2 separate regions of the Arachis hypogaea genome follow, and region 1 is linked to region 2. The links are chromatin contacts, called in public Hi-C maps. All regions are on one chromosome and are shown on one strand. Each heading gives the region's core, a stretch centred on a gene start, on an enhancer-like site or on the middle of the called end of the contact. The rest is flanking DNA. Distances are from core to core; before and after follow the strand shown.

Region 1 (4,753 bases), core at 1,628-4,127, 51 kb before region 2:
ATTGGGGGAAGGAAGAAAATAGTCTATACAGTCAAAAGAGTATAAAAAATACTAAAAAATTGGCCGGCATATATAGAGGAATATTATTTAAACATTAAAAAGTTAATATTTATAGGAATTATGATTTTTATAAAAAAATATAAATCTTAAAATAAAAGTCATGTCAAAATTTAAAGGAAAAAAAAAAGGTGTGATGAAGAGAATAAACATAAACTAACAGCATGTTTAAATTAAGTGTATGTGGAAACATTGTTTATATGAGACACTTGATATAATAATGTGTCCCCAACATTCTGTAGGGCCCACAGGAATGAAGATGCATGAAACTTCCATAAGCAACAGTCCAAGGCACAAGGGAGAGGTAGATTCTTCTATGAAAGACCGTGTATGACCGGTTTCTTACTGGAATTTTCTATGCTTTCTGATCTCCTACTTATTATTATGGTCTCACCGCACTGCTCACTATTTCCTTCACATTTCTCCCCACTATCATCAAGTGGTCCATTTTTATATTATTATTGTCCTCTAATAGTCTAATACAAACATTATTATTATTATTATAATCAATTTGCTTCAAAAATTAATTGTTATTATAATCAGAACCTAGCTAGCTTCGGGCAATAATATTTCAAACCTTCTCATGCATCTTATTATGATGGCGATCTAATAAAATTAATATATTTATATAAAAGCATGTCGTAAGAATATTCTGAAGTGGGAAAATCATGGATGCAGCGGTTAATTGGTGAATTATTGATGCGCAATACAAAGTGGATAGCATCAATATATTCTCTATTATTGCAGCTAGGATTAGATTAATTAAGACTTTTACTTTAATTTAAACTTAATATATATACCAAGCTTAGTCCTGGTGAATTGGTGCCAAAGTCTTCCTATATATGGAGTATTTTGTATTTACTTGCATCGCAACCATACTAGAACTATTATTCCTTTATAGTTAATTAATTATTTTAAAACGGTTAATTGTCAAAGTGTTGAACTACATGGTGGTTGAGAGAGGACCATCCATTTTCGTTAATTACCATCAAACATACATCCAAGTTGCCGAATAAGCTAGCCATCATGAGTCATGGCATGTGTGGTTTTAATAGATATTTTGGATTATTATAATAAACTAGATTTAGAACAACGCGCAGAATTTGAATGGATATCTAAATTAAAAAGAAATGTTAAACTTATTTTTGATAATGTTATTTGTTACATAGGTTTTTTTTATTGTATTTGGTATGAATTTGTATAGTAATATTTTTAGATACAATGCAAATGAGGGTATAATATTTCAATAACTGAAAATAACATTTAGTTTTTTAATTTTAATTTTCATGAATTACAGCACCATATACTTTTAATATTATTATTATAATTAAATAATATTAAAAATATAAAATATTTAAATGGTAAAAAAATATATCGAACAAAGATAATATATGACCAATAAATACAATTAGACAAAATAAAACAAAAATTATAAAAATATACATTTTAGTATTTTTGAAAATTCATTCTAATACATAACGAGTCAATTGTTTAACAAAACGAGGAAAAAAACTTTAATTATAAAAATAATTGTGCAAATATTAGCAAAAATGAAGAGAAGTTAGAATAAGAGGCATGAGATTATGTAAAAAAGATAAAAAAAATATAAAGTAGATATTAATTTATATAATAAATATGAGTAGAAGTGAGCATAAAGATGAGAGAATAAATTTAGTGATTATGATTCGAAAATGAGTGAATAAGAGAAAATATATAGTGTGTAATTAATAATAGTAATGAGCGTGAGAGTTAGTGATTGTAATGGTTTTTAGAATATTATAGATAGAAATCAAATTTGGATAGTAATATAAGAAAAGGATAGACACTTATAGAGTAATATTTATGTGACAAAATTATAAAATGGTAGAATGTTAAGCTGTTAACTTTTTTATTGCGTGACAATATTGATATTAGTTTTTATATAGATAAAAACCTACATACAGTTATATTTATGTAAAATTAATAATTAAAATTTATATTATTAAATAATAGTTTTATATGAACACAATTATATATAAATTTTAATTTTGTATATAATATAAATAGATGTGTATCGGTGCATATATAAGTACAACAGGTACACGCATGATGTCTGAATCTACATATATGTGGAATATTATTAGGCTACGGAAAAATCCATTCACATTCATCTTTGGACTATCATCAATTTTAATCCTTTTAGCATAAAAAAAATACATGCATAGTGATAACTGAGAAAACAACAAGCAAGAGTGATTTGATGAGCAGCGTATAAGAAGCATCCAACTGTTCAAATATCATAGAGAAATACGAGACATAACAAATAAAGCAAAGGAAGCAGACAATGCAAGGAGGACATCAAAGTCTTTCCACATGAAAAATCTCTCAAGCAAACAAATTAAAGTGGAAGTGGTGGTCACAAATAAAAACAATTGAGACATTATTGAGTTTAAATTAAATTGAATATATTTAAGTGAAAAAATGAAGTAACATTTCTCTTTCTATTTATGTTTGCATAGGGACATTAAAATGGATTGAATTATGGTTACGAATTATGCTAAAGGAGGAAATGGAGAGTGGAGAGTGGGATGATGTATGTGTGGTCACGTTTTGGTGTGTAGAGTTGGCATGGATTTGATGGTTTGGTCCCCATAATATACATAGCTTCATTCTCTCTCCCTTTAACGTGCGCGTTGGGTTTCTTTCATGTCTGGTGGTGATGCATAAGGTGGGCCCCACCTCCACCTTCAACCTCTAACGTTGACCAATCTCACAACCTCTTCCTCTCGCGTGCTTCTTTATTTTCTTCTACTTACCCACATATTTGTACTAATAATCATAATCACACTACCACCACTCATCACCTTTTACAACAACTGATCAATGATGCCGATTGTTCTACATCAAACCTAATCAATTGTTTTATCTTCTATTGCACCCATCTTTATCTTTTTCACAATATATGTATGTTATGTTAACCATAGAGTATTATTTTTCCAATTTTCCTTCACATGAAAATAGTACTACTTAATCATGGCCCATATAGTGTGACTCAATAGAAGAATTATTGAAGAGATATAGTATATAGTAGTGGTAGGCAACAATTAAAATCCACTTCCTATCATCGTGTTTGTATGCATAAACATTTATCTTTTAGTGCTGTGTACTTATTGTAGCTAGAAACATATTACATTTTTTATAGATAACTAAAAATTTGTCACCTATCATATATATGTTGTACGTGATAAGTGAATGTTTAGCTTTCATTTTTTTTTTAATATAATGAACAATCCTAATAGTATACATGTTAAGTAATAAAAAAAAAATTAAATAAAACGAAGAGTGTATAGTGTATAGTATGTTAGCAAGTAGCAAGATCTAAGATGGAGTTGAAGTGGGAAAGAATAATGATGTTGGTAGGGAAGAAGAGAAGATCCCTTGGGGGACTACAAAATCCTCTTGTTCCCTTTATCTCTGCTTTATTTGCTTTTTTCTTTCTTTTTTTAATTTTTGGCCTTGCGAGCTGAGTTGCTCACCACATGGTTATGCATGGTTCCTCCCTTGATCACTACTTTCTGACAAATCTCACATTCCATTAACGGTTTACTGTCAACAAATCTCAACCATTTCAAAAGCAAATTAAGATAGAATAAAAAAGGGGGCAAGATCAAGAGAGAATAAAGAACAACAATGCAAGAGTATATATATATAGGTATATAGCTAGAGGCTCTTAACTGCAAAGCGTGGTCTATTTATGTTCGAGTGTTGTGACATAAATATCTACCATAGTGTAGTGGCTTTTTGTCCCTTTCAATTCTTTGCAACTTTTTTGTTTAGTCCCTAATGCAAATACACATATATATGCAGGTCTAGATCTCTCCTTTTATATATATAAATCCCGGCAGAGAACAGAAAGCATCTTATATATGCTTGTGTAGTACTCTAACTCTAGCTATTCTCTGCCTTATCTGTAACTATAAATAGTTCATACAATACCATCAATATGTCTCTTGCTTACTTTTCTTCAGGATAAGATTTGATATTACAAGGAGAAATTTGTGACATTAAACTTAAATTTGTTACTATATGCTATACTAATTAATTAATTATTTAAGCAAATTGTAAGTGGGATTTTCTCTAATTAATAATGCTTTGGGCATTGAGCCCTTAGGGATTCCCTCTACATATATTTGTAGTTATCTGATTCTCTCTCTCTGTGCACAAAAGAATGTTATGTAGTGATGGGCTGGATTATTAGCTATTCTCTATAGTCTATACCGACTATACACATACATAATTATAAAAGTACTTGTTATTAAATATAAATTATATATATATATATAGAGAGAGAGAGAGTAGGGGTTGAGGCACTCGAGATTCATCCTGATATTTGTGCTTTTACCTGTATGTCCTGTAGTTGGATTTCGAATGTCCTTTATTTTCCAATATTCCATTGCATTAAATTAATGATAGAAGGTTTATCTTAGACCAAACTCATCAGCACGTGAAACTAGGCACAATTGAGGGTAGAGACTAGAGAGAGATAATAAATTATTATTATTATTCGGTGATTAAATAATAGTAATGAATTATGTACATAGATACATGTGATGATGATGGTGAGATAGATGAGGCGACCATCCATTTCTGTTATGGTGTATAAGCATAGGCATATTGAAATCCAGCAAGCTAGTCCCCATATTTGTTTGAAGTAACG
Region 2 (5,019 bases), core at 966-3,465:
GCTATTGCTCAACTCTAATTTATGCTATGTCTTAATTAGTTGGTTTGTTCGTAGAATATTTTGTGAGCTTGAATGTGCGCAGCAAATTAATTATATAGTATCTTAAAGCTTGATTAAAGCTTCTTCTTTCAGAAGTCCTCTAAGTGTATGTGAAGTAAATTAACCTTAATTCTAATGGAAAACAATGACAATTAAATAAACTAGTTTTGCATACTGCACCATAAAGCGATGACTGATGAGTGAACCGCGCACAGAAGCTGAGTTGCGAATATTAGAGCATTTGGATCCGCAATGCTCACACGGAACCATCTTTTCCAATTCTTCCATCATCTTTTTTAACTAAGAAAGAAAATGGACACTCTTGATTTCTTGGTGATCACCAATTATACATATTATATCTTCATTTTAGACGTCAGTTTGGGTATATATATCTTTGGTGGAATTAAATGGTAAAGAAATTAAAATTAGATTTCCAAACCTAATACAAATTAAACCAGAAAAGGAAATGACGAAATTAAACATTAGGTGGTAAACTGGTAATAATTAATAATATGATGATGGAGATGGTGCAATGCAATGCAATCATGGAGGAGGCATAGGGTGGTTCCATTTGAGATGTGGCCATTGATTTGGTGTGATGAAAGAAGGAGAAGAAGAAGCTGCTGTTCTTGGCATGATATTGGTCTGTGACTGAGAAGAGTTGTTATTATTATTATTAGCGCTTATGGAAGAAGTGGTGCAGACAGTAGTACTCCAGAAAGAGTAGTTGGCATGAGAGGGCCATTGATGATGAAGGTGAGAAGCAGCAGCAGTTGTATATTCTGCCATGCTGCTCCCTGATGATGCTGCTGCTGACGATGATAATGATGATGCAGTAGAACCAGCAGCATGATGCTGATAATAGAGTTTGCCGGAGGAGGAAGAAGAAGTAGTAGTAGCAGTGTTGAAGGTACGCTTGTTGGGCTTGTTCTTGATCTTGTTCTTGGAAGCACCAAGAGGAATATTCCTGAGGGTTCCACCTTGTGTCCAGTACCTCTTACATGCTTTGCACAAGTATCGAGGCTGTGACAGGCTGTAGTTGTTGTAATAGCAGAACTTGGTGTTGTCTGAATCACACCGTGGGCATTTATGCTGTGGTGGCGGTCGAGGCGGAGGTGGAGGTGGAGGCAGAGGCCCAGCAACTTGCTCTTTACTGACCTCTCCTTCTTTCTCCATAGTGAGAGACAGTGAGACAGCTAGCTATATATGTAACATATCATATGCATGCATGGTAGCATATTTGGAGGACTGAACAATGATTGATTATAGTTGGCTTGTTAAATTAATTAAAGGAGTAATGAAATTGCTGCATCTCATATAGTATACTATACAGTGCGCAAGAAATAATAATGCACTGAAAAAGTGCAAAGACCAAACCTAATTTTCTTAGAGGGGAGGGGAGGGGTTTCTTATTCTTAGTGGCGCGTCTCTTTGGGTTTCTCTCTTTCTCTTGCTGCTTCCACTCTTTTCGTACATGCATGTGCTATTATATATAATGTCACTTTCTTTTTCTACTAAATAAACAATCATTCACCAATAGTCTTTATCGACATTTCTTTTCAAATTTTAGCAACAAACATAACCACTTACTCTAAATTATTTTATATGACTTACTTATGAATCAAAACGTGCACCCCTAAAAACATGTAATAAATATGTTCAGAATATACACAAATTTCTGCCAATTATAAGAGTCTGGTTCATTATCCCCTTCTATGCTTGTTGTTAATCTTTTTTAAAAGCAATAATAGATTATAGGTACATATGTGAAGCAGATCTGGATTCCGGCCTCGTCATGTCATGGAAGTAGCTGAAATTAAGCACATGATGGAAAGAGAATGGGAATTCAATGTACTTCACAAACTGCAAGGAGCATACATGTGTGTCGTGTATGTATGTCCCCCAGAAAAATCTTGGAACAAGCTAAGTAATGCAGACCTTATACATAACAATAACTTTTGAATGAGTCGTAGTGGTAGAGATTAGAGAATATGGATGTATGTATATATGATGTTATATTATATCCACCTCATGGCTTGTTTGCGAGTCTATAATGATTATGCGTAGTTAAAAAAGAATGATAGGTAGGTTGAAATGACACATATCTAAGGTTGTGGTCTCGTCCAGATGTCATGCATGAGATGACCTCCTTTGACCAACTGCTCCAACTACCTGGCTTTTCACGCTAGTTGAGGAGTTGGGTAGTTATGCATAACTGTTCTTATTGAGCAACATTAGATCTCGCCCGCCAAGTTCAACTCTTCCCTGAATGGAGCTATTAATCAGCCACAGTATGCAGATTTTGCCACTTTCTTTCATGTAGCAAGTTTCTTGTTTAATTAAAAATTTAAAGCTAGTATTAGGAAACAGAAACTCTTGTTGGAACTTTCATTTCTTGCCTCGTTCATTCTCTCGCTCACTGCTCTGTTTCACGTCCTTCCTTTGTAGCATCTCACCCTATTATAACATTTTTACCTGAAACCAAACCCCCCAAAAGGGAAAGACCTATACATACAGCTGAATAATTTGAAGCACTGATGGAGACGAGCCTATAAGGGACGCCAAGGAAAGCTTTACGAGACATCGTTGCCAAACAGTGCAGTGCAACTGATCGAAACTCAAGTCAAAAGGTTATACACGTACTGCTCCCAATCTTGTTCCAAAGCCCAAAGGTATGGTGGGAGGCTAGACGGCTAACTCGTGGAAATGTGCACACTGCCACGTTCTAATTGTTCATTTTTCTTTGTTGGATAACCTTATATTATTCAGTATTGCTTATTGAATGTATCTACCAATTTTATCAAGCCATCGCATTATATGGCTATCCTGCGTAATGCTATCCTGCGGTTATTTAATTCGGCTGCAGAGTAGTCCAGTTGAAGTGAGTGTTCTCATTATATGTAATAACACTTGAGATCAGACCCTGCAAACATACAATTTCAAGGCCATAATCAAAGTAAGCATAAATCCATTCGTTAGGAAATTTCTGCTAGACGAAAATCTTCAATTCAATTTAACTCTCAAACAAATAAGTGCCAAATCTGTCAATAAACTCAACATAATAACAAAACCATAAATGTTTATCACAATCACCCTCATGGAAAATAAGGACTACCAAAAACTAGGATGAAGTTTCCAACTTCACCACACTACCCATGAAACGAGGGCCTATGCAGTTGCCTTGGCAGCCGCACTGGAAAGCTTGGATCTCCTCTTGGCCAAGCTCTCACTACGGCGTTCCCTCTGTTCCTTCAACCTCGATGCAAGCAACTTCTGATACTCCGCTGCTTCTGACTTGGCCTTGGCAATTCTCTTCTTCTTGTCAGCAATCCTTGCTCGCTTCCTTTGGAGTGTCAAAGGTGTCACCAGTCTTTGTATCTTGGGAGCCTTGCTCACCTTTTTGCCTGAAACCAAACATCCACTACTCAGCCTAGAATTCATCACTAATTTAACCAATATTGGTTCATATCAACAGAAGCATAAAGAGACTAAGAAATTTCTGTGCATAAGAAAATTACCATTTTTGGTTGTAAAGGTTCTGCGGTAGGTGTTAACATACTTCCTCACATCGTCCTCCTTTGAGAGGTTGAACAGCTTGCGGATTTTGGATGCTCTCTTTGGCCCCCTCATCCTTGGCTTCTCAACATCAGTCAGGCCGGGAAGATCATTGTCACCCTTCTTCACAATCACCAAGTTCAAAACTGAGAGATCAGGGCTGACAATGCACCCGCGAACAGACTTTCTCCTACGCTCTCCATTGCGCCTTCCATATCCACGGAAGCAAGGAGTTCCTGCCCAGATGCATGGCAATCAACATTAAGTAAGTCAAAAGAGCTAAAACCACTTGGTAATGAAAACCATGAATTGTGCACCCTACTTATTGCAGGACAAAGCAAAAATGAATGGCATGTATTATTGAACAGTTTATAGTCAACTGAGGAAGGAACCTTTAATCTTTAGAAAAATCATACCTCTGTGAAGCAAAAGACGAACACGACCAGGGGTCAACACTCCTTGCTTCATTGGGAATCCTTGCTTGTCACAGCCACCGGTGATTTTGAAGACATAGCCTTTGAATTCCTGTATGAAAAAGGTTTTATAAATAATGGATCAACTATTGAAGAGATAGAGAAGACATCGAATATTCAAGGGGAATCCAACATACCTCTCCAAGAGCATCACCAAGGACCTCCTGTGAGATCCTCTTGTCCCAAAATGCACGTCTGCATTTTAAAGTAGAATAACAATATCACGAACAAAATTCAGTATGAACAAATCTCTACCGAAAAACTAACAATCTAACATCATCTATCGAAAGTCAGCATAATGAACAACCAGAAGAACAAACTCACAATCAATCTAAAGCACGAACATGTTGCCATAAGGAAACTAGGGTTCATTATGTAATCGATATCAATAGATGAATCTGAAACAAATACTACATTTGCACTAAACAGCAATGGGGCAAAAATTACAAAGCTTCAAATTCTAACAAGAAATCCGGAGCACTATAATGTATAAAGCAAAAATAAAAGAAGCACTGTTCCAGAGCACCGGCACTTCAAAGTGGCATTCTTTAACATAACACAGTATACAACACAAGAACAGCAACAATAGCAATAAGAGAGAATTGAAAAGATGAACGGAGAAATTACAGCTTCTGGTCATCGTCGATCTCGAGCTTCTTCTGGCATCCAGTAGTGGGATTAGCAATGTTGAACTGCAGAAAAAAAAAATCGAAGATTGTTGCTCAGCCACAAAAACATTAAAAAAAATCGAAGCTGAAGACAAAGTAGGGAGAAGACCTTCATTGTGATGCCGCCGCTGCGAGCTCTCTGCGTGCCTTCCGATTTTGAGCTTAGAACATGCGGCTGGTCAGAGAAGGTAGGGTTAACTCGTTCTCTGCTTTTATATACTCTACTCCTCTCTTAAGGGCCCCTTAATTGGGCTTCATAAGCCTGTATCCTAACAAACCCAGGC

Evidence for each region. A called contact is a pair of places that touch in the nucleus more often than the background predicts.
Region 1: a contact with region 2 is called in a Hi-C map of leaf, with 5 times the contacts expected there. The contact joins the promoter of LOC112733509 here to the enhancer-like site in region 2. A contact is called at or near these places in 3 of 8 Hi-C or Micro-C datasets (leaf and an unstated tissue).

Annotation. Positions count from the first base shown.
Region 1 is chr13:130,648,064-130,652,816 of arahy.Tifrunner.gnm2.J5K5, reverse strand. It overlaps LOC112733509 (dof zinc finger protein DOF1.4), which reads left to right and starts at 2,877. Exons shown (of 2, transcript XM_025782479.3): 1 at 2,877-4,753.
Region 2 is chr13:130,596,502-130,601,520 of arahy.Tifrunner.gnm2.J5K5, reverse strand. LOC112733506 (small ribosomal subunit protein eS6) reads right to left here. Exons shown (of 6, transcript XM_025782475.3): 1 at 4,845-5,019; 2 at 4,695-4,759; 3 at 4,205-4,262; 4 at 4,011-4,119; 5 at 3,558-3,830; 6 at 3,023-3,443. The coding sequence starts at 4,850. The coding sequence ends at 3,208. Among protein-coding and RNA genes, the nearest start is that of LOC112733506, 2.5 kb to the right of the region's middle. Within about 2 kb of position 2,215, at least 1 of the 3 cell types and tissues checked has open chromatin away from gene starts, as enhancers often do.